Regions from separate parts of the Mus musculus genome. Here regions 1, 2, 3, 5, 6 and 7 are each linked to region 4. Evidence: chromatin contacts called from public HiChIP or PLAC-seq and promoter capture Hi-C data. All regions are on one chromosome and are shown on one strand. The core of a region is the stretch at or near the end of the contact, and the rest is flanking DNA. Distances in the headings are between cores, read along the strand shown. Region 1 holds the start of Pgap6 (post-glycosylphosphatidylinositol attachment to proteins 6). Region 2 holds the start of Axin1 (axin 1). Region 3 holds the start of Rhot2 (ras homolog family member T2). Region 4 holds the start of Atp6v0e (ATPase, H+ transporting, lysosomal V0 subunit E). Region 5 has its middle 22 kb from the start of Grm4. Region 6 holds the start of Pigq (phosphatidylinositol glycan anchor biosynthesis, class Q). Region 7 holds the start of Grm4 (glutamate receptor, metabotropic 4).

What was found. Promoter capture Hi-C pulls out the DNA fragments that hold promoters and counts their contacts. HiChIP or PLAC-seq counts read pairs in DNA pulled down with a chosen protein or histone mark.
Region 1: a promoter capture Hi-C map of liver shows a contact between it and region 4, with 2.4 times the contacts expected there. The contact joins the promoter of Pgap6 here to the promoter of Atp6v0e in region 4. A contact is called at or near these places in 6 of 39 promoter capture datasets (the 3T3-L1 cell line, the HPC-7 cell line, cranial neural crest and 2 more) and 1 of 115 datasets of contacts at active chromatin or transcription factors (the SCID.adh cell line).
Region 2: an H3K4me3 HiChIP or PLAC-seq map of bone marrow-derived macrophages shows a contact between it and region 4, with 3 times the contacts expected there. The contact joins the promoter of Axin1 here to the promoter of Atp6v0e in region 4. A contact is called at or near these places in 1 of 39 promoter capture datasets (the 3T3-L1 cell line) and 1 of 115 datasets of contacts at active chromatin or transcription factors (bone marrow-derived macrophages).
Region 3: a contact with region 4 is called in a promoter capture Hi-C map of pre-B cells, with 3 times the contacts expected there. The contact joins the promoter of Rhot2 here to the promoter of Atp6v0e in region 4.
Region 5: a contact with region 4 is called in an H3K4me3 HiChIP or PLAC-seq map of bone marrow-derived macrophages, with 3 times the contacts expected there. The contact joins the enhancer-like site here to the promoter of Atp6v0e in region 4. A contact is called at or near these places in 1 of 484 Hi-C or Micro-C datasets (the N1E-115 cell line) and 3 of 115 datasets of contacts at active chromatin or transcription factors (bone marrow-derived macrophages, pancreatic cancer cells and pro-B cells).
Region 6: a contact with region 4 is called in an H3K4me3 HiChIP or PLAC-seq map of bone marrow-derived macrophages, with 2.7 times the contacts expected there. The contact joins the promoter of Pigq here to the promoter of Atp6v0e in region 4. A contact is called at or near these places in 1 of 39 promoter capture datasets (liver), 1 of 115 datasets of contacts at active chromatin or transcription factors (bone marrow-derived macrophages) and 1 of 9 other capture datasets (pancreatic islet).
Region 7: a contact with region 4 is called in a promoter capture Hi-C map of hippocampal neurons, with 2.6 times the contacts expected there. The contact joins the promoter of Grm4 here to the promoter of Atp6v0e in region 4. A contact is called at or near these places in 1 of 39 promoter capture datasets (hippocampal neurons), 1 of 484 Hi-C or Micro-C datasets (the N1E-115 cell line) and 2 of 115 datasets of contacts at active chromatin or transcription factors (astrocytes and pro-B cells).

The regions. Positions count from the first base shown.
Region 1 is chr17:26,111,964-26,114,663 of GRCm38.p6, reverse strand. Pgap6 (post-glycosylphosphatidylinositol attachment to proteins 6) reads right to left here and starts at 1,348. Exons shown (of 13, transcript NM_021793.2): 1 at 1,097-1,348. The coding sequence starts at 1,214.
Region 2 is chr17:26,137,370-26,140,069 of GRCm38.p6, reverse strand. Axin1 (axin 1) reads right to left here and starts at 1,384. Exons shown (of 11, transcript NM_009733.2): 1 at 1,029-1,384. It overlaps Gm46600 (a long non-coding RNA gene), which reads left to right and starts at 1,318. Exons shown (of 3, transcript XR_001782196.2): 1 at 1,318-1,669.
Region 3 is chr17:25,843,078-25,845,777 of GRCm38.p6, reverse strand. It overlaps Rhot2 (ras homolog family member T2), which reads left to right and starts at 1,253. Exons shown (of 19, transcript NM_145999.3): 1 at 1,253-1,378; 2 at 1,465-1,523; 3 at 1,608-1,689; 4 at 1,794-1,837; 5 at 2,618-2,671. The coding sequence starts at 1,342. It overlaps Wdr90 (WD repeat domain 90), which reads left to right. Exons shown (of 41, transcript NM_001163766.1): 38 at 1-7; 39 at 80-199; 40 at 319-403; 41 at 553-1,044. The coding sequence ends at 710.
Region 4 is chr17:26,675,077-26,677,776 of GRCm38.p6, reverse strand. Atp6v0e (ATPase, H+ transporting, lysosomal V0 subunit E) reads right to left here and starts at 1,381. Exons shown (of 4, transcript NM_025272.2): 1 at 1,199-1,381. The coding sequence starts at 1,302.
Region 5 is chr17:27,533,553-27,536,252 of GRCm38.p6, reverse strand. No RefSeq gene overlaps it. Among named protein-coding and RNA genes, the nearest start is that of Grm4, 22 kb to the right of the region's middle. Within about 2 kb of position 1,267, at least 18 of the 459 cell types and tissues checked have an H3K27ac peak or open chromatin away from gene starts, as enhancers often do. A contact at or near this core is called in bone marrow-derived macrophages and pancreatic cancer cells, where this site is marked.
Region 6 is chr17:25,940,712-25,943,411 of GRCm38.p6, reverse strand. It overlaps Pigq (phosphatidylinositol glycan anchor biosynthesis, class Q), which reads left to right and starts at 1,423. Exons shown (of 11, transcript NM_011822.4): 1 at 1,423-1,597. It overlaps Nhlrc4 (NHL repeat containing 4), which reads left to right. Exons shown (of 2, transcript NM_001039038.2): 2 at 1-1,179. The coding sequence ends at 51.
Region 7 is chr17:27,512,122-27,514,821 of GRCm38.p6, reverse strand. Grm4 (glutamate receptor, metabotropic 4) reads left to right here and starts at 1,425. Exons shown (of 11, transcript NM_001291045.2): 1 at 1,425-2,030.

The DNA.
Region 1 (2,700 bases), core at 99-2,598, 560 kb after region 4:
AGTGAGATTTGACTCCCCCTTCTGGAGTGTCTGAAGACAGCTACAGTGTACTTACATATAATAAATAAATAAATCTTTAAAAAAAGAAACAAGGGGCTGGTGAGATGGCTCAGTGGGTAAGAGCACCCGACTGCTCTTCCGAAGGTCCGAAGTTCAAATCCCAGCAACCACATGGTGGCTCACAACCATCCGTAATGAGATCTGACTCCCTCTTCCGGAGTGTCTGAAGACAGCTACAGTGTAATTACATATAATAAAAATAAATAAATAAGTAAATAAATAAATAAATAAAAAAGAAAGAAACAAGAGCTCCAAGGGAGGAGGGGGTGGAAATGGGAGGTACAGTCAACATCCGGAAAGGTCCAAGGAACACCAGGTAGCACAAAGGTCTCCCGGGGAGTTTCCCGCCGGGCAAGAGAAGGGAAAGTACTCATCTTTCCTATTTCTAAATGTCTGCGGGTAGGCAGAACACAGAGGGTCAAAGATCTAACTGCCTCCTTAAACTGTAGTCCAGTGCGTTCCCACTTGCGGAGCAGAAATAACAAAAAGCAGTTAGGAAGCTCCCCTATAAGGGAGTACCCTTTCTTTACATCCATTCTGGTCAGCCAGCTTCTCTAGGGCCAGCTGGCAGCACAGTCGGTGAGAAGCAAAATCAGCAATCAAGAGTGACCTTCCTGGGATTGGATTAGGAACATAATGCTGGTTAGACCCCCCCTAGTCCAGGGTCTGCCCAACTTTCTCTAGCTCAACCCTTCTACCAGATACTGTCCCTTGCGTCACCACGGTTCAGCTATTCTTCGGAGATAGGTTCCTCTACCTCCCAGCTCTTGGGTGCCACAGTCGCGTCTCTAAAGCACAGGAGAGACGGACCGGTAGAATCCGCTCCAAGTGAGCGAACTCGGCGGGCCCGGAACGGAAAAGCGGGCATGGGGGTTTTTCTGGCCCGGATGCCCCGCAGGGGGCGCAACCCAAGATGAGAACCTCGTTTCAACGCCGCGCCAGGTGAACGCACAGGTGCCCCCCGTGAGTCACAATCCCCGCCTCCCGCCCGCCCCCGGCCCGCGCCGCGGATGGCGCTGTAGGCCCGCGGGCTCACCGCTCTCCTTGCTGTTGCTGGCGGCGGCAGGCGGAGGCCGAGCCAGGAGCAGCAGCAGCAGCAGCAGTGACCCGGTCGCTGCCTCCCGCGCTGTGCCCCCGGCCCCAACCCGGCCCATGGCTCGGCGCTCAGCCCGAGCTACCCCTCCCGCGTCCCGCGCCGCTCGCCCCCGCCTGGGCAGCCCCCGCCGCCTCTGCGGCCGCCGCCACTGCCTCTGCCCGGAGCTCCCATGGCTCCGATAGACCTGCCGCCAGCGCCCCGGGCACTTCCGCCTCCGAGGCCCCGCCCCGCAGGGAGCCGGCCTGCGGTCTAGGTTCCTGAGGATGCTGGACCGCGTCACCTTGGCCAGAGTGGAGGCGAACAGCAGGGGGCCGAAAAGGTCTCATTGGAAGGGGACACGGATTCACTGGGGATCACTCAGCTTGAGGGGGTGGGCGGCAAAGGATGAAGGGTCCTGTCGAACGCTTTGGGGTACCAGACGACAGATGTCACGTATACGTGACATATACGCCCGAAGGTGCACTCTGACCTTGCCTGGAAGAACCGAACCTCCAGCTGCTCTCAGGACCCCTCACACCATAACCATAAACTGCCGCAAAAGTATAAGAGACCAAATGGAAACGGGAAGGTGCACTTTGAGTAACCGAGTTTCATGTCAGTGTCAGATGAACTACTCTGGGTACCAAAGGGATATATTCCAAACATGTTAAAGATGTGGTTGCAAACTGAAAGCCCAAAAAGAGAAGTTGAGGCTTTTTTCAGAGGGGTTCGATGCAACAACAAAAGTAAAACAATGCACTAAAAACATGCGTACAAAAATAAGCCAAACATTTGTGGCCCGTGCCTTTAATTCCAGCACTGGGGAGGCAAAGGCAGGCAGACCTCTGAGTTCAAGGCCAGGGTAGTTTACAAATAAAGTCCAGGACAGCCAAAGCTATTACACAGAGAAACCCTGTCTTGAGAAAAAAAAATTATAAATAACACCAGGTCAGGTTGCAGCCTATCATGAAAAGCTGAGTACAGTGGATCTCAGCTGAAGTCCCAGTGCTGGCAAGGCTAGAACAAGAAAATCACCAAGAGTGAGGCCAGCCTGACCTACAGATACTAGTAAAGTGCTCCCCACATCAGTATTACCTGCCTTTTCAGGAAAGTGATAAGGGACCAGGGTGGTCATGGTGCACACCTTTAATCCCAGCACTTGGGAGGCAGAGACAGACCAACCTCTGAGTTCCAGGTACTCAGAGAAACCCTGTTTTGAAAAGCTGGGGGAAAAAAGTCAAAGTGCTACATGCTACAGGATTCCTAAAACATTATGCAAATTAGAACAACAGGACCACCTCCTGTGTTAGAGAATGTTAAAAAGTTGGAGCATATTTATCCTTTTGCCAAACAAAGATCAAAAAGCTCTTTGGGGAGATGGGGCCCAAATTAAGGAATGTCCCCAAGGAGCCTCCGAACTCTCCAAAAATAGCCCCAGCCTGTAGGAAAACTATTTCCTTTGTTATCCTGCCAGGGTTCACTGAAGTGTGGGGCTGCATCCACCCACTGTTCTAATGGTAGATGCATATATAAAGTGGTCACCCCTACTGAAAGTGACTGTGGTC
Region 2 (2,700 bases), core at 135-2,634, 540 kb after region 4:
AGGACTCTCATTTCATATCTAGTGCAGTCCCCCATCACATAAAGTCGTAACGGTGTTTCTCTGAAAGATGTAGGACAAGTCAATACTGCTGAAAAATCAAACAAAATCTCTGTGCTCCCTATATTTTCTCGGCCCTGAAGTGGGCTCTAAAACTGAAACCAGCTAGTACTGCCTCTCTCAGGTAAAGTCAGACTCCATGTTCTCCAAAACGGACTGTGAGTAAAGGAACGCATTGGAGTAAAGGGGAGGAGTACACAGTTATTGCGAACTCTTTACAAGTTATCTTCAGATGAGCCGAAAAAAATCCTTATGCCCAACTAAAAATGCTCGCTCTGGGCTTTGGTTTTGGGTGAATTTGTTTTGTTTGGGGGGAGCATTATTAAGTAAGGCAATGAACACCAGGACAAGTGGTTATCTGGCAAGCCAAACCACACCAGAGAGTGCCCTCCTTGGATTGTTCTTACTCGTCCCTACTTTACTTTTTCATAGGGACTAGGGGATAGCGCAAAGGAAGACACACACACAGTCTAGCACCAGCAGCTTCTCAGCACCCACTCACCCATATCCTAAATGTGTCCCAGACCCATCAACAGTACACCACACTCGGCAGACACACACCCACCTGTACATCATTCTTAGAATCCTTGCTTTTCCTTAGTCCCTGGTCCTGTTCAAACAGGCCTTGCTTTCCCCATGCCCTACTATCGTCCTGTCCCTGGCACATCGCCCCCCCCACCCCCAAGCCCTTCTCCTCATATATACCTAGCATACCATGCAGTCCCCACGCCTCTACTCATACTGCGGAGCCTGCCACCTCTTCCGCTCAACGTCCCCTTGGATCTCAGGTCTCCCTACGCCGGGCACAACCTCGCACATCAGGGGCCGCGCTCCGGCACGCCTCCCGCCCGCAACCCGCGCGCCCCTCTCTTCCGGGTCCGCGTACGCCGGCCTAGCGCGGCCTACTCCCGCAGCCCCGGGCAGCAGGCCTCCGCGCCACAGGAGCGCGCCCGTCGGCTCCCACTACTCACCAGCGCGCGGCGGCTGTGGAGGCGCGGCCCGGGGCCTGGCTCCCGGCCCGGCGAGGCCCATGCGCTCAGCGGCGGCTCAGCGGGCGGGCCACGGCGGGGGCGCGGCCCTGGGGGGCCCCCATCGCGGCGGCGGCGGCGGCTCGGCGACCCGTGGCCCGGAGGCGGCGCAAGGCAGGCCGCAGAGCGCCGCCAAAACCGGCTGCTCACTCTCACCAGCCCTCTCTGGAACCAGGCTCCAGCCCGACCCCAGCAGGCTCCTGCGGCGGCGGCCGCAAGCGCTTCCCTGAGCCGGGAGCCTGAGCCCAGAGCCCTGAAGCCCAGGCCTGAGCGCCCCCGCCGGCGCCGCCCGGAAGTGCGGGGGCGGGGCCGTGGTGTGGGGCGGGACTGCTGCGGAGGCTGGGTCTCGTTGTAGAGGCAGAACCACGGTGTGGGGCGGAGCTTCTAACACGGGGCGGGTGGGAGTCCGAGGACAAGAAGAGTAAGGGGCAGAGTCTTGAGCGAAAGGCGGGACTGCGGCGTACTCAGGAGCCAAGCACTGTCTTGCGGTGGTGAAGGCGGGGCGTGAACTAGGAGTGCCGCTGAAAAGAAACGTAGCCGCGGAGGATGCCCAATGGGGCAACGACTACTGCTCGTCCCGAAAGGTGCCATGGGAAACAGCCCTGAGCGCGCTCAACAACCACAGCCATCACTGAACCCTAGGCCAGTACACTGAAGGCAGACCACTCATATCTGATCGCAGATGCTATTGAGAGAGTAGAGTTTCTGGGTAGCTGGTCGCCCTCCACACAAATACACACATAACACTTATAATGTCTGCAAGGCATCTCTTGCTAAGTCTGCAAGCGCAAAGAGTCAACTCCATTTTGCCCCACCACAGGAACATAGATGCACAACTCTCTACTTGGCAGGTCTCAACCCTCGGTCAGCCACATCCCAAGGAGAAATATGTGAACACAAGTAATTACTGCACTTAAGAATGTCATCTACCAGTCAAATCAGCCCCTGACACCTCTCAGGTAGTCCATTTTGCAGACAAAAAGTTGTGACCTAGGCTTAGTACGCACCCACCCAGACCTCACCTTGGCCAGAGGACTCCTGGTACCCATACCACCCTATACTGGCTGCATCTGCACTTGCCATCTACATGCTTTTATACTGCTGCTGCCAGTGCCACTGCCATGTTTTGTTCTGGACATTGTTCTCCCTCATTGCCTTGTCCCTTCTTCATGGCTCACAGGCAAAAGCAGTAGTACTGGCTTCAGACTCTAAACCCACAGCTGACTGGGGTGATCCTAACCCTGCCACCTGTCCCTTAAGAGGACTTAGCACAGTACCGAGGACCAGGATTGCTATGTATAGAGAAGGAACCACTTGAACTATAGCTACTAGGGTGACCAAGCCTGACAAATTCCCCTCCTAGACTCATCACTGAGCCTCAGGTCTGGGGCTGGGGTATAGATAGTGCCCCCCCCCTCAAATGCCAGGACAAGTTTCATGTTCACTTCTGTCCATCTAATGCAGCCTCAGGTCCTCCGGCCTCTGGGCACTGGAGACTCTCTAGCAGCCCCTGACCCAGACCATTCAGCCTCATACCATTAGAAGAAACAATCACGACCACTGAGTGAGCAGTAGATAGCCTTGGCCTTGGGCATCCTCCCCACTCCCAAACCCG
Region 3 (2,700 bases), core at 4-2,503, 830 kb after region 4:
CTCAGAGGTAAGAGTTCCACGGTCATGTGGGTGGGGATTGGAGTCTGCACAACCCAGCACAACATACTGCTTTCCACAGGCTCCAGGCCTCCTGCCCCCCTCTCTTGCTGCCTTCTGCCCTTGGGATAAGGCGATACTGGTGTGTGTGGGCCTGGGTGCACATGAGGAGGTCATCTTCTACAGCCTCCGTCAGAAGCAGGTTTGTGCGATCACTGCTCTGTAGGTGGACATCCAGGGCTGTGTCATAGGGTTAGAAGGCCATGGAGCCTGGGCTTTGTCCCTGGCAGGAGACCTCAGTGTCATATTGTTTTCCTACAGGTGATACAGAAGACACCTCTGCCCTTCTTTGCCATGTCTTTGAGCCTGTCCCCAGGATCTCAGCTCATGGTGGTTGGTTTTGCTGGTGAGTGCTGGTCGACACACATAGAGAGGGCAGCTTTGACAGTCCTCAGCCATAGCAGGTTTGGGGGCGTAGATGTCATGGCCCTGCTCCCCTCAGCAAGGTTCCCAGCAAGGTGTCAGTACTCAGAGCACCCTGTCATCTACCCACAGAGTGCATGATGAGGCTCCTAGACTGTGCGTCAGGGACTGCCCAGGACTTGGAAGGCCATGATGACTCGGTCCACCTGTGTAGGTTCACTCCATCTGGCAGACTGCTCTTCACAGCTGCTCACAACGAGATCCTGGTGTGGGAAGTCACCGATCCCTGAGCTATTGCTAGGAACATAGGCAGAAAAGCCAGACTGTGGATTGCTGTATGCCGAGCCAGGATGGCTGGGACAGGCTTCAGAACTGCATTGTTTGGAATTTGGGTGAAATCTGAAAAGATTCAAGGAGGCTGAGGGTGTGGCAGTGACTTAGAATCTGTGAAGTGTGGTTTTGACCCTCAGAACCACTCCCTCCTACACAAAACTTGGCATACTGGGTTGTTTTTCACATGAAGGTTGTTTTATTGTTTTTATTTTGTACAGTTTAAGGAAATAAACACTGGCATTTATTATAGCGATACATTGTTTTATTGTCCCATAAATTGTGTCTTTGCATCACTTCTGGCCTGAGCTCACCCTTTCCTCCCGAGGAGCCCGTTGAGTCTGAGTTGTTTGCACCACCTGCAGAGTCAGGAACACTCTACTGGCAGGCGGGCGCGGGCGCCTTGCCTTAGCCCAACCACTAGCTGGTGCTGTGTGGGCGGGACCGGAAGCTTGGGTGAGGGCGGTACTGAAGACAGGAAGTGCGGGGGCCTGAGCGGGTTGAAGGAGAGGGTTGGGGTTGGGATTGGGTCTACTTGGGCCGGGCCGGGCCGGGAGGGGTGGGTTTGGGGTGCTGCTGCGGGCAGCAGCCATGCGGCGCGATGTTCGCATCCTGCTGCTGGGCGAGGGTAGGTGCGCTGGGGCCGCGGGAAGACCGGTAGGGTCGCCGTGACCTCGGCGGTGCTCCTGACTACTGTTCCCTCTCCCCGCGCAGCCCAGGTGGGGAAGACGTCTCTGATCCTGTCGCTGGTCGGCGAGGAGTTTCCCGAGGAGGTGCGCGGGGCGGACTGGGCACTTAGGGCGGATGCCAGGCTCTGGGCAGCCGCTCCGCATTCAATACTGACCCACCTGTTGCAGGTCCCTGCCCGCGCGGAGGAGATAACCATCCCCGCCGACGTCACCCCGGAGAAGGTGCCCACTCATATCGTGGATTACTCAGGTATCTATCTCCAAATGCTGCCCCCCAGCCGGTGTGTATTGAGCCTGCAGCCGGTCTGAATCGAGCGCAACAGCCATTCTACATAGCATTCTTTTTCCTTTTAGAAGCGGAGCAGACAGAGGAAGAACTTCAGGAGGAGATCCACAAGGTGCGGTGCATCTTGCAGGCCCTTGGGTACTGAGCCCAATTCTTTGGTCCTAACTTGCTGCCATCTAGTCTTAATCGGCTTCCTTTCCTGGCGGCTGGATTAGGTGACTCTGCTTGACCCTGATAATTCAGCTGTGACCTTCACGGCTGAGTATTGTTGGCTTTTCCAGATCATAGCTTTCTGGGAATCAGGACCTGGCCAGTACTGCCATTAGTGATCCATCCCAGGGTCTGAGGGGAGCAGACACACACACACACACACACACACACACACACACACACCCTTCATTGCTTTTCCTTAACATACTTCGGTTCCCCAGTACTATTCCTCCCTAGGCTGTAGTGGATGCCATCTTAACTAGGCGTTCCCTGATGCCAGAGTTTACTATGTTCCTGAATGCAGTCCTTCAGCCTTCTTTGTGTCCTATAGGTGCAGGTCACTTGGTCACTTGGTCAGGGTGCAGTGTCTCCTTGCTTGCATCTGCAGCATCCTTGCTGCTTGTACTGAGATAGAAAGTGAGAGAGACCTGCCTTGGGACTGTAACCTGCGTGTGATAGGTCTGTCATAAGTCCAGGATGTGCTGTCTAGAGCCATGGTGCTAGGGTCTGGTGTCTCTTAGGGAGTGTTGGCAGGGAGAGGCCTGCTTGGCAAAGGTGGACTTTCCTGGCCTCAGAGCCCTACCCATCCTGCTGTGAGCACCCGGGACATGGCCAGGAGTGGCCTGTACTGTCCATAGTGAGCCGGCAGACTATGCTTACCCTGTGCCTTGCTTTCCTTTAGGCAAATGTAGTGTGTGTGGTGTACGATGTGTCTGAGGAGACCACCATTGAGAAGGTAAGCAAGAGGGGATCTCCTTGGCCATT
Region 4 (2,700 bases), core at 132-2,631:
GTGCTTTCTTAGGCTAATAGAAAAAACACTGTTAAAAGTCAGTGTATTCCAGACAGTAATAGAAGCCAATATCACAAAACAGTAAAACTTCAGCTGGGCGTGGTGGCGCACACCTTTAATCCCAGCACTTGGGAGGCAGAGGCAGGTGGATTTCTGAGTTTGAGCTAGCCTGGTCTACACAGTGAGTTCCAGGATGGCCAGGGCTACACAGAGAAACCTTATCTTGACCCCCCCCCCAAACAAACAAACAAACCCCCCAAAGCCCCCCCAAAACAAAGAAACCCACAGTAAAACTTTCTCTAATCAAAATGGCCCACTCAGTAAACATTGTCTACTCTACAAAGTGTTGTGGAGCTAAACACTATGTACCCACCATTCAGTGTCTAACCATTAAAGCAAGAGACGTTTCTGACACACTACTACTTAAGATCAAGTGTCACCTCCACATGATCTTGAGTGAGAGGGAAAAAATTACTTAATTCAAAAGAGGAACTAGAAAGAGGGTGCCCTAGGCTCCTCTGAAAAGGTTTGTTTTTACACTGCAATACAGAAGTTTATCTCCAAACAGAGAAAACGGTATTCTGCAAACCTTAGATGGGGGAATGAAAATCTTGGCCAACCACTGTAAATACTGTTTACAAGTAAGGGCAGGAGCGCCCTGGAAGGTATGACGCAGAGGTTTCTACACAATGCCTTCAGCTCTGGGTGATTTAACCTCGTTTAGATCAGGCTCACCCTGGCTTGGGTTGGGCCCACTAGCTGCAAAGGCTGAACTTAACGCTCTGCATCAAGCTTGTCTGAGTCCGAAACTGCGACAGCAAGGGGGCGAGAGGGAGATTTCTGTTCTCAGATCCCTTTCTTTGAGGTTTAGGCAAAAAGCCTCCCGTGCATCAAAGACAGAACCAAAGCAGCGACAGTGGCTTGGGAGGCGCCCTAATTTCTCTTCAGTCGAAGTGCACACTTTTAGTCCATCAAGACAAAAAGCACTCCCTAAAATTCACTTCCGGGAGGGGCCGCCAAAGGTGACCTCACCCTCCAGCCGGGGACGTTGACAGGCTCTGAGGAGCGCATGCGGTCCTCCCCTCTGTGGTCCACCCCGCCTCATCCTCCCGCCGTAGTCCTCCACGTACGATCCTTCTCTCCGTGATCCTCCCACCGGGGTCCTCCGCTCCCACCACCTTGGACCTGGCGCACTTACCCCCGGTTAGGACCCTTGGGGATAAACCAGGGCACGAGGAGGCCCACGAAGCCCCAGAACACGCTCATCACGATCAAAGGCACAGTAAGGCCGTGGTATGCCATGCCTGCGCCCCAGCAGCCGAATCGGTCCGGAGCCTCGCTCTCGTCCCACCCGGAAGTGTCAACAGAGGCTCACGTGATCGGCGCGCTAAAGCCCCGCCCTTTGCGCGCGGCGTGACTCGACCGTCGGACTCCGCCCCTTAGACTAGAGCCCCGCCCTTACCTGGCTAGTCTCAAGGCTGTGGTTCCATGGGGCTTGACTGAGATGAACCTCCAGCCACCGGGGAGGGGACCAGCAGAGTTTTCTGGAAAGAACTTAGGCCCATTTTGGTGATGTGTCATTTACAGTTTTATCTATATTTTACGCGCAGACATAAATAAGTAAAACCTACAATAGTGGACTACTGTTCTAGAGTCTTGTATGCTAGGCTCCTGCTTTGCATTCTTCCATAGCCCATGAACTACTCACAATCGCCATCTCTGCTGCAAGTGAAGAATCACAGTCGCATTGTAAGTAACTTCACGGTTGTAAGGCTCTTAATCGTTGGTGCTGCTGTGTGTCTTGTACAGAGTGCCAGGGTCTGAGTTACAGAAGTAAATCTGACAGCCATCTGAGAGAGGTCACATCTCCAGAGAAGATGGACAGCTGAGGATGACCAGGCCCTACTTTGCATTCCCGCCAGTTGTCACAACAGTTTCAATAAGAATAGGAATTATCGGGGCTGGTGAGATGGCTCAGCAGGTAAGAGCACCCGACTGCTCTTCCAAAGGTCCTTAGTTCAAATCCCAGCAACCACATGGTGGCTCACAACCATCTGTAACAAGATCTGATTCCCTCTTCTGGTGTGTCTGAAGACAGCTACAGTGTACTTACATATAATAAATAAATAAATCTTAAAAAAAAAAAGAATAGGAATTATCACCGGGCATCGTGGAACACGCCTTTAATCCCAGCACTCAGGAGGCAGAGGCAGGCAGATTTCTGAGTTCGAAGCCAGCCTGCTCTACAGAGTGAGTACCAGGACAGCCAGGGCTACACAGGGAAACCCTGTCTCGAAACAAACAAACAAACAAACAAGAATAGGAATTAGCCAGAAATATCATTGTGGCTCGCCAGAATTGTAGGCTCATTGCACCATGAACTTCCTGAGACACAGAGGAGGGGAGCAATTCTTGGAGGTTTTTTTTTCCCTTGGGGCCAGGGACTTGCTATGAGGAACACAACAGCTCCCAAATGCTGGGATTGCCAGTGAAGCACCATGCTGAGCTGAGGTTGGTTTTGCAGAAGCTTGCAGACAGAGCAAGATGAAAAGGGAGATCTGGCAGCTGAATCCAGTGTGCTGGCTGTGGATCCATTTCCCCGTAGTAGCCACCTCTCCTGATTTCTTCATCAAGTAGAATGGATTCCTGAATTAATTGGACCCTTCAGCAGCTGTACCATCTTTGCAAATGATTTTCAGA
Region 5 (2,700 bases), core at 18-2,517, 860 kb before region 4:
TCTTCTTCTTCCTTTTCTTCTTCTTCTTCTTCCTTTTCTTCTTCTTCTTCTTCTTCTTCTTCTTCTTCTTCTTCTTCTTCTTCTTCTTCTTCTTCTTCTTCCTTTTCTTCTTCTTCTTCTTCTTCTTCTTCTTCTTCTTCTTCTTCTTCTTCCTTTTCTTCTTCTTCTTCTTCCTTTTCTTCTTCTTCTTCTTCTTCTTCTTCTTCTTCTTCTTCTTCTTCTTCTTCTTCTTCTTCTTCTTCTTCTTCTTCTTCTTCTTCTTCTTCCTCTTCTTCTTCTTCTTCTCCTTCCTCCTCCTCCTCCTTCTTCTTTTTTAAAGATTTATTTATTTATTAGCTGCACACTGCAGCACACTGCAGCTGTCTTCAGACCCACCAGAAGAGGGCATCAGATCCCATTACAGATGGTTGTGAGCCACCATGGGGTTGCTGGGATTTGAACTCAGGACCTTTGGTTTTTTTGTTGTTTTTTGTTTTGTTTGGGGGGGGGTTCAAGAAAGGGTTTCTCTATGTAGCCCTGGCTGTCCTGGAACTCACTTTGTAGACCAGGCTGTCCTGGAACTCAGAAATCCGCCTGCCTCTGTTCCTGAGTGCTGGGATTAAAGGTGTGCGCCACCACTGCCCGGCAGGACCTTTGGAAGAAGAGAACCTGAACGTCCAGTTCCCTGAGCTCTGACCCGTCTTCTGACCAGACACCAGGTATGACATGGTACACAGACATACATGTAGGTAAACATCTATACACATAAAGCATTGAAAAATGCTTTTAAAGTTATATTTACTTGTGTGTGTGTGTTTGACATGACACACCGGTGCTGGTCGGAGAGCAAGTTGCAGGAGTCAGTTCTCTTCATCCATCATGTGGGGTCGTCGGGCTTGGCAGCCAGCGCCTTTATGTGCTTCTCTGTGGAGGAGGAAAGCTGAGTGGTTTGTCCCAGGCCACACAGCTAGTACTTCTAGAGTCTGCTATGGCCTACAGTTGTGACGATCTCATGCCTTTGTCCTTTGGGTACCTAACTCCAATTTTCTTCCCAGGAAGATGTGTAGAGTGGTAGGGAGACCCGAGGGTCAAAGGTGAACTTGAGGCGGCTGTGAAGGCACCAATGGACTTGGGTTTCTTCTACAGACAGGCAGCAGGTACCGCCCCATAACAAGTATCCATTAGGTGTTATCCCCAGAAAGACCTGCCAGGCATGTCCCAGCCTGTCCCTTACAGTCTGGGGGACCTGGGTCTCAGCGGGGCAGGCACCGCGTGGTTCAGCTTCCCCCACAGCCTCTTTGCGGTGCCCTCCTGAGTCTGTTAGAATCAGCCTGGGATGCTGCTGGCTTTGGTCCCAGCAAGGAGCGCTGTTGCCACCTCGTGGTCATAGCTGGCATTGCAGTGCCTGTTCTGAACAAGCGATCCCACGCCTGTTCTTGGGATGGACTGGGGTCACAAGGTGGGGAGGAAGAACAGAGGTGCTGAGGTCTGGTCTGTTGCTATGTATTGCAATGCTAAATTCTGTACCCGAAGGTCTAGGATCAAGTGGATTGTCACATTTACCAGCTTTTGTTGTACAACCGGTGTTTTTAATTTAAAACTATTGGTTAAGCTGGGCGTGGTGGCGCATGCCTTTAATCTCAGCACTCTGGAGGCAGAGGCAGGCGGATTTCTGAGTTCGAGGCCAGCCTGGTCTACAGAGTGAGTTCCAGACAGCCAGGGCTATACAGAGAAACCCTGTCTTTTTGTTTTGTTTTGTTTTTGTTTTTAAAGATGTATTTATTAGTATAAGTTCACTGTAGCTGTCTTCAAACACACCAGAAGAGGGTATCAGATCTCATTATGGGTGGTTGTGAGCCACCATGTGGTTGCTGGGATTTGAACTCAGTACCTTTGGAAGAGCAGTCGGTGCTCTTACCCACTGAACCATCTCACCAGCCGGAGAAACCCTGTCTTGAACCCCCCCCCCCCCAAAACAAAAACAAACCCAAAAAACAAAAACCAAAGCCAAACCAAACCAAAACAAAACAAAAACCTATTGGTTAAATAAAAACTGGCTACAGCCAGTTTCTGGAGGGGTTAGAGTTAGATGGGTTTTGAGTTACCTGGTTAAAGAGGAGGAGGAGAAGAGGGAGAACGAGGAGGAGAGGGGAGAAGGCACCATGAGAGATGTACAACACTGTAGAAATAGCTAGGCCAGCAGTTAGAACAGTAGATTAGGGGTTATCCACCCCCAGTCATTGTCAAAGCCAAATAAAATAACCATAGTCTGAGTCTCATTTATTTGTAATCTAGTTGGGGATAAATTGGTTGTAAGACACAGGCATAGGGGAGGTAGGTGGGGTAGGCAGCGAGGCCCCTTGTGGGTTCACAGGCCACTCAAGCATCCACAGGTGGCTCTCTACCACCCATTACAGCTTGCAGGGAGAAGGGACTCCTGTGGACAGGCTGATGAGCAAGGCGGAGGCAGCGCCTTCCAGAAGGTCTCTGGCCTGCGGAGTCTGCCTGCAGCCAGCAACTCTTGAGTTCAGTGTGTTGAGAAGTGCCAAGGGGGCAGGCTCCTCAGCAGCCCCTGCCATCAGGCGAGGGAGGTGAGAGGCCGCCCCCACACAAGGGAACCAGAGCAGGAGTCAGACCTTCTTTGTGTTTTCTTTCTTTTTAAAATTAGTTTGTAACTATGGGTGGTTTGCCTGCATGTATGTATGCCTGTGTGCCTGCAGA
Region 6 (2,700 bases), core at 174-2,673, 730 kb after region 4:
GCAGGGGACAACTGCATCAAGTTGTACCAGTATCTGGGGGAGATGGCCTGAGGGGTAGGCTCTGGGGGAAATTGCCCCTTGCTAGGACTGGCCGGGCCTGAGTCCTTTGTACTATCATGGAAGGTTGGTAGGCTCCTTGGGGCCTGCTGAGCCGTCTTCCTGATACCTGGTCTTAGCTGGCTTTGTGATTTCCTCTTGGCAAGTGCCCCTGTCTACACAGAAACCATGAATCACCATTTCTTGATGAGGTTCTAAACTGGGCCATCTCCACTTCCCTATTAAGTATGCTCATAGGTTTTCATGCCCCTAAAACCCAAGGGCCACTCAGTCCCTGGCTCTGCTAGCTTGGGTCTCGGGAGGCCTGAGCTTTGAGGCAACACTTGAAGCTATAGATCCTGGGTGCTGAGGCTGTCTGCCAGCAGATAGCTAGGCAAGATCTCCTGCCAGGTGTCCAACCCCTACATCCTAATCAGAGGCAGGCAGGCAGGCAGGCAGGGAGGGTGTGGCTAGGCTGGGTTGGGCAGTTTAGGGGAAGGGTGTGGTCCCTTAGTGTTCCCCCCAGCTTCAAAAATATTCCCATTCTTGAGCCTCCAACAGCACTCTGGGCCCAACAGAGAGGTAAGGAGTAGGCAAATCAGAGGGGTAAGGCCAACATGTGTCCTGGTAGGGCACATAGCAAGGGCAGGTCCTCTACTGGACACTCCCTGTTTTGAAAGATACCTTCAGTTTTCCCTTCAATCCAGGTCCAAACCACTTTTGAGCACTTAGGTGGGGTGCTGGGACGGTTCTGGGTAGCACAGGTTCTTTCATACCCTTCCATTCAAGACAGGAAAACAGTAGCCTTTCCTCCCATGTTACAGATGAGATCTGGAAGGGGAGGGGTGTGTGTGTGTGTGTGTGTGTGTGTGTGTGTGTGTGTGTGTGTTTGAAGAGCTTACTCATTGAGAATCTGGTCTCACCCATGTTCTTCATGTGGGAAGAAGCAAGAAAAAGCTCCTTGCTTTTGCTCCTTTAGGGTGTGGGGTGGCACCCAGCCTGTCATCTGGACGTTGAGGTCAACACACATGTCACTCCTGCAGGCTAAATCAATATGCCCTGTTCATTATGTTGTGGGGGATTAATGGACAATGAAAGAAACTTTGCTTGTAAGTAGATGCTCAATAAACACTAGTTACTGCGTTGTTAGGGGTATTGCTTTCAGACTATGCGGCCCACACGGGTCTGCATGCACCCTACTCGCAATGGATAGAAACAGATGGAAGGGCCTGGGTTTAGGAGGCCAGGCGGTAAGAACAAAGCGGCTACCATGGTCCTCAAAGGCTGGATCCACCGGACCTTTCAGGATATTTACAGCGAGGGTAGCTTTGATGACAGGAGCCGCGCGCGCGGAACTCTCGGGCTCAGGCGATGGACAGCCCGGGCATGTTTGGGGACCGGACCGTCGCGCGACAACGCCGCGGAGCCGGCGGAAATGGTGCTGATGTCCCGCGGCGGGCCTGGGAGCCGCAAGCACGGTCGTCCTCCCGGGCCCGCCGAACGCAGTGCCCAACCCAGTTCCTTCCCTACCGCTCGGGGACGCGGCCCCGGGGACCAGCTGGTGAGCACTAGCGGGTGGCGGGGCCGGGAGAGGAAGAGGAGGAAATCCCGAGGTAGCGCAGGCCTCTTGGTCCTAAAGACTCTGAGATGGGAAACCTGAGGCCGGGATAGAGGGAGAGGCGGCCACCCACGCAGCTGACCTCCAGGCTCAGCGGCACCCGTTGTGGGTCTGGGCCTGCTCTCCGGAACTTGAGGGCACCGAGAGGCCCCTCCTCCCCTCCAGGCCGGGAACTGGCTGGAAGATTCCTGGGGCACTGGCTGAGAGGCTCATATTTATCCACTCCAGTAAAGATCAGAAACAGATTACCCCCTCCTTTTGAAATGAAAAAGGAAAGCATTTACAGAGGCGGAAAATGTGTTTCTGTGCAGGTTCTCTTTTAGGCTAGGTTGGCCTCAAAATCCTAGTGTAGCAAAGGATGACCTTGAATTTTTGATTGTCCTTTGGCCACCTCCTGATTACAGATATGCACTGCTACTACTGGTCTATGAGGTTCTGGGGACTCAACACAGGGTCTGGTGCAGGCTAGGTAGGCTCCATACCAACTGACTACATCCCTAGTCAGAAAAGTGGTTTTGTTGTTGTTGTTGTTGTTTGAACGTGGGGTAAATATGAACCCTCTCAAAGATTCACAAAGTAATGTTTCAGCTATGATGTGTCCCAGGTCTCTCTTAACTGGGCTGGCCATCCCTCAAGCCTGTTCCTTGCAGGGGAAGTAAGCAGTAGCTCTGCTGCTGAAGTCTGACTTGGAGTTCTGTGAAGAGACTTCCTGGGGCCTCTTATTTAACCCTCCTGGGAATGGGCTGTCGGGGAGGGAACTGACTCCTTCTTAGCAAAGGTAGCTTTTCCAGGCTTGGGCTGTTCTTTTAATCAGCATCTTTAAAGGCCTTCACGCATCCCAGGTTTTTGCCTTCTCGCTCCAGCCTCTCACCTCTTGTATCGATCGCCTGCTCTTTCATCATCATTTTCTGCTGCTGGGATCCCAGCAGCCCAGTGTAAGCACACTCCTTCTTACACTTCAGTGCATCCGGAGGCTGAGATGGGAGTGAGGGTGGGGATTTGCCTCAACTTGAGTTCTCTCAGTACCCCACAGATCAGAGCTCCAA
Region 7 (2,700 bases), core at 176-2,675, 840 kb before region 4:
CTGGCTTTGTAGGAGGACCCAGGGGCTGGATGAGGACCCAGGGACGTGGAGATGGCCCTGTCGCTGTGAGTGGTGTCAGTTACACACGACAAAGCATAGATGAACGAACAATCTGCACACTTCTCTCAGAAACCGCGGGCCGACTTGGTAAAGGAGACATGTATTTGGGTCATTCCATGTGACAACAACAAGAGTACACAGTTTGACAACAGTTATTCATACACCAAACACTCCTAAGCTCAATGGGGTCCAGGCCCGGGGCCAGGCACTGCATGAACGGTGGTGAACAGTCACCGCGCTGGCCTTCATGGTCTGGAGAGCTGGCGATGGAGGCCTGCATTGGTAGGGGATCAGGGAGAGAAGCAGACAGAGATAGCTCGGGCCTTGCTAGTCCTGGACTCTCCCAAGCATTCCTCTAGGTTCTTTGGAAATCAGGGGGTCTAGCAGTCAGGATGGCGGAGTGTCTCAGGCCTGGGCACAGTGAACACCAGGTGGCACTCTGCGCCCTGGCCCCCTCTCCAGCTGTTAGCAGCCACCCACTCCCCTGGCTCCCCAGCACGGTAGCACCCAGGATGAGGCTCGCCACTTCTTGGGGCTCCCGGGGAAGCCACTTCTGCAGTCTGGGCCTGTTTGCAGCTCTTCAAGGATTGCGTGGTCTGTCCCTGCCTTCCTCTAGGCCTGCCTCGAAGGCACCCTTCCGGGATCATCAAAGCCCACGCGAGGGGAAGGGGGCAGCGAGCTGCCAACCTCTTGAGCTGAGGAACTCTTCTTGGGGCTAGTTCAGGCCACCTGTTACACCGTGTTCAGTGGATCGGGTGTGTGTGTGTGTAAATTGCTCCCCTATTTTGGGGGCTCTGGGGTGTTAGTGCTTCAGGGTAAAAGCGCTCCTCTCCACAGATCGTGAGACCTGGGCAGGTGGATTGACGTCTCTGGGCCTCAGTTTCCTTCCTTGGCATGCTATGACAGAAATGTGCAAATGAGCATGCCGCAGGGGGGCACACGCCACGTGTGTGCGCGGCTATGAGAAGCGGCCCCGCGGGTGGGGGGTTCCAGTGACGCACCGAGTGGGTACGGCTCGCCCCTAAGGGTCCCTAGGCTCTGCTGTACTTTGCAGGGTGTGCGACGGGAAACTGGGTTCCCTGACCCTCGACTTGTGTGGGTGAGGAGGGATCTTCGCCGCGTCTTTGGGGTGCCCGGGTAGTGAGATGGCGCGCTCACGGGGCTGATTGGGGGGTGGGTAGGAGGAGTGTAAGAGGGGAGGCTTCCGGGAGCGGGCGACAACCGGGTGCGGAGGGAGCGGGAGCCGCCGGCGGGGAGGGCGTGGAGGGGTGGCGAGTCCCAGCTTCCGGAGGTGGAGGTGCGGGTGTGTGGGGGTGGACCCGGGCTCTCGCTCTTTAAAAGGCCGGCGGAAGCGTGGTGCGCTCGCCCCGCACTCGCGGCGCAAACTTGCGGGCTGGGCTCGCGCGTGCGGTGCGGCAGGGCGGTGGGCGCCGGGAGCCGTGCGGCCCCCTCGGCCCTCGGCCCGCGCTCCCGGCGCTCGCGCCCCTCCCGCGCCGCTCGGCTCCCTGTGCTAGGCTCGCACGCTCCCATTTTCTCCTCGCCGCCGCCGCCGCCGTCAGGTGCCCGCACCCCGGCCGGCTGCGCTCGCTCCCCAGCCCCGATCCTCGGCGCACGCAGCGCCCCGCACCGCCTCGCCCGCGCTCTCGGGCTCCGCGGCGGCGGCGGCGGCGGCAGCGGCAGCAGCAGCAGCACGGGCACCGTGGCGGCCGCTCCCAGCTCCAGCTTCCCGGGAGCAGCAGCCGAGCGCCACCGCTCGTTGCTCCGAGGCTCCGGCCAAAGCGGCCGCCAGCTCCTCCCCGCCGCGCCCGGGACCGCCGGCGGCTCGGCGCCCGGTTTGGTCCGCAGCGTCAGCGCCACCCGCCGCGGCCCGGGCTCCCGGCACCGCGAGCAGCTAAGAGCTGGCCGCCGCCTCCCTGCACTTCCCGGGCGCAGCCGACCCCTAGCCGTGGCGTTCACCTCGCCGATGCGCGGTGAGTTGTGGCCCGAGGGGCACGGGCGGAGGGGACGATGCCCTCCGGCCTCCGGGAGCGCGGGCTGCGGCGGGGACCCCGGCGTTTGAGGAGGTGGCCTCTGCGAGCTCTCCCTAGTTCCAGGAGGAGGGCGCAGGACCCAGGGACAGGGGCTTCCCTCCGGGCTGGGGCCGCCCCTCCGCTGCCCCCTCAGGGATGGGGCAGTGTTGTCTGCGGGTCTGGGGGAAAGTGGGATGGGGGCTGTGACGGGGCTGCACTGATGACAGGTGGAGTTGGTCCCGATGGGGACGGTGACAGCCGCGCGTCCCCTCTGCGGAGAGGCTAGGCTGTGGGGGCGCGGGGCGCGGTGTGCGCCTTTGCGCCGTGGTCCTCGGCCAGAGGGCAGCGCCAGCCCCGTGTTGAGGCTCCCTGCTCTGAGAACCGCATCCAGCCCCGGCACCACCTTCGCCACTGGCTGGAGCCGAAGCGCCTCCCGCCTGCAGCCGCCGCCGTGGTTTGCGGTGGCGCTGCAGGTCTGGGGTCTCTCCGCAGCCCCGGGACCTGAGGTCAGGCTTTCTCTGGACACTTGGGACCGAACCCTCTCTGAAACCCTGGTGAACCGAGCGTCTCTAAGGGCTCTGTGTGAGCGCGCGTGTGGCGGGGGAGGTCCCTGCTCCAGGGTCGCTTCCCC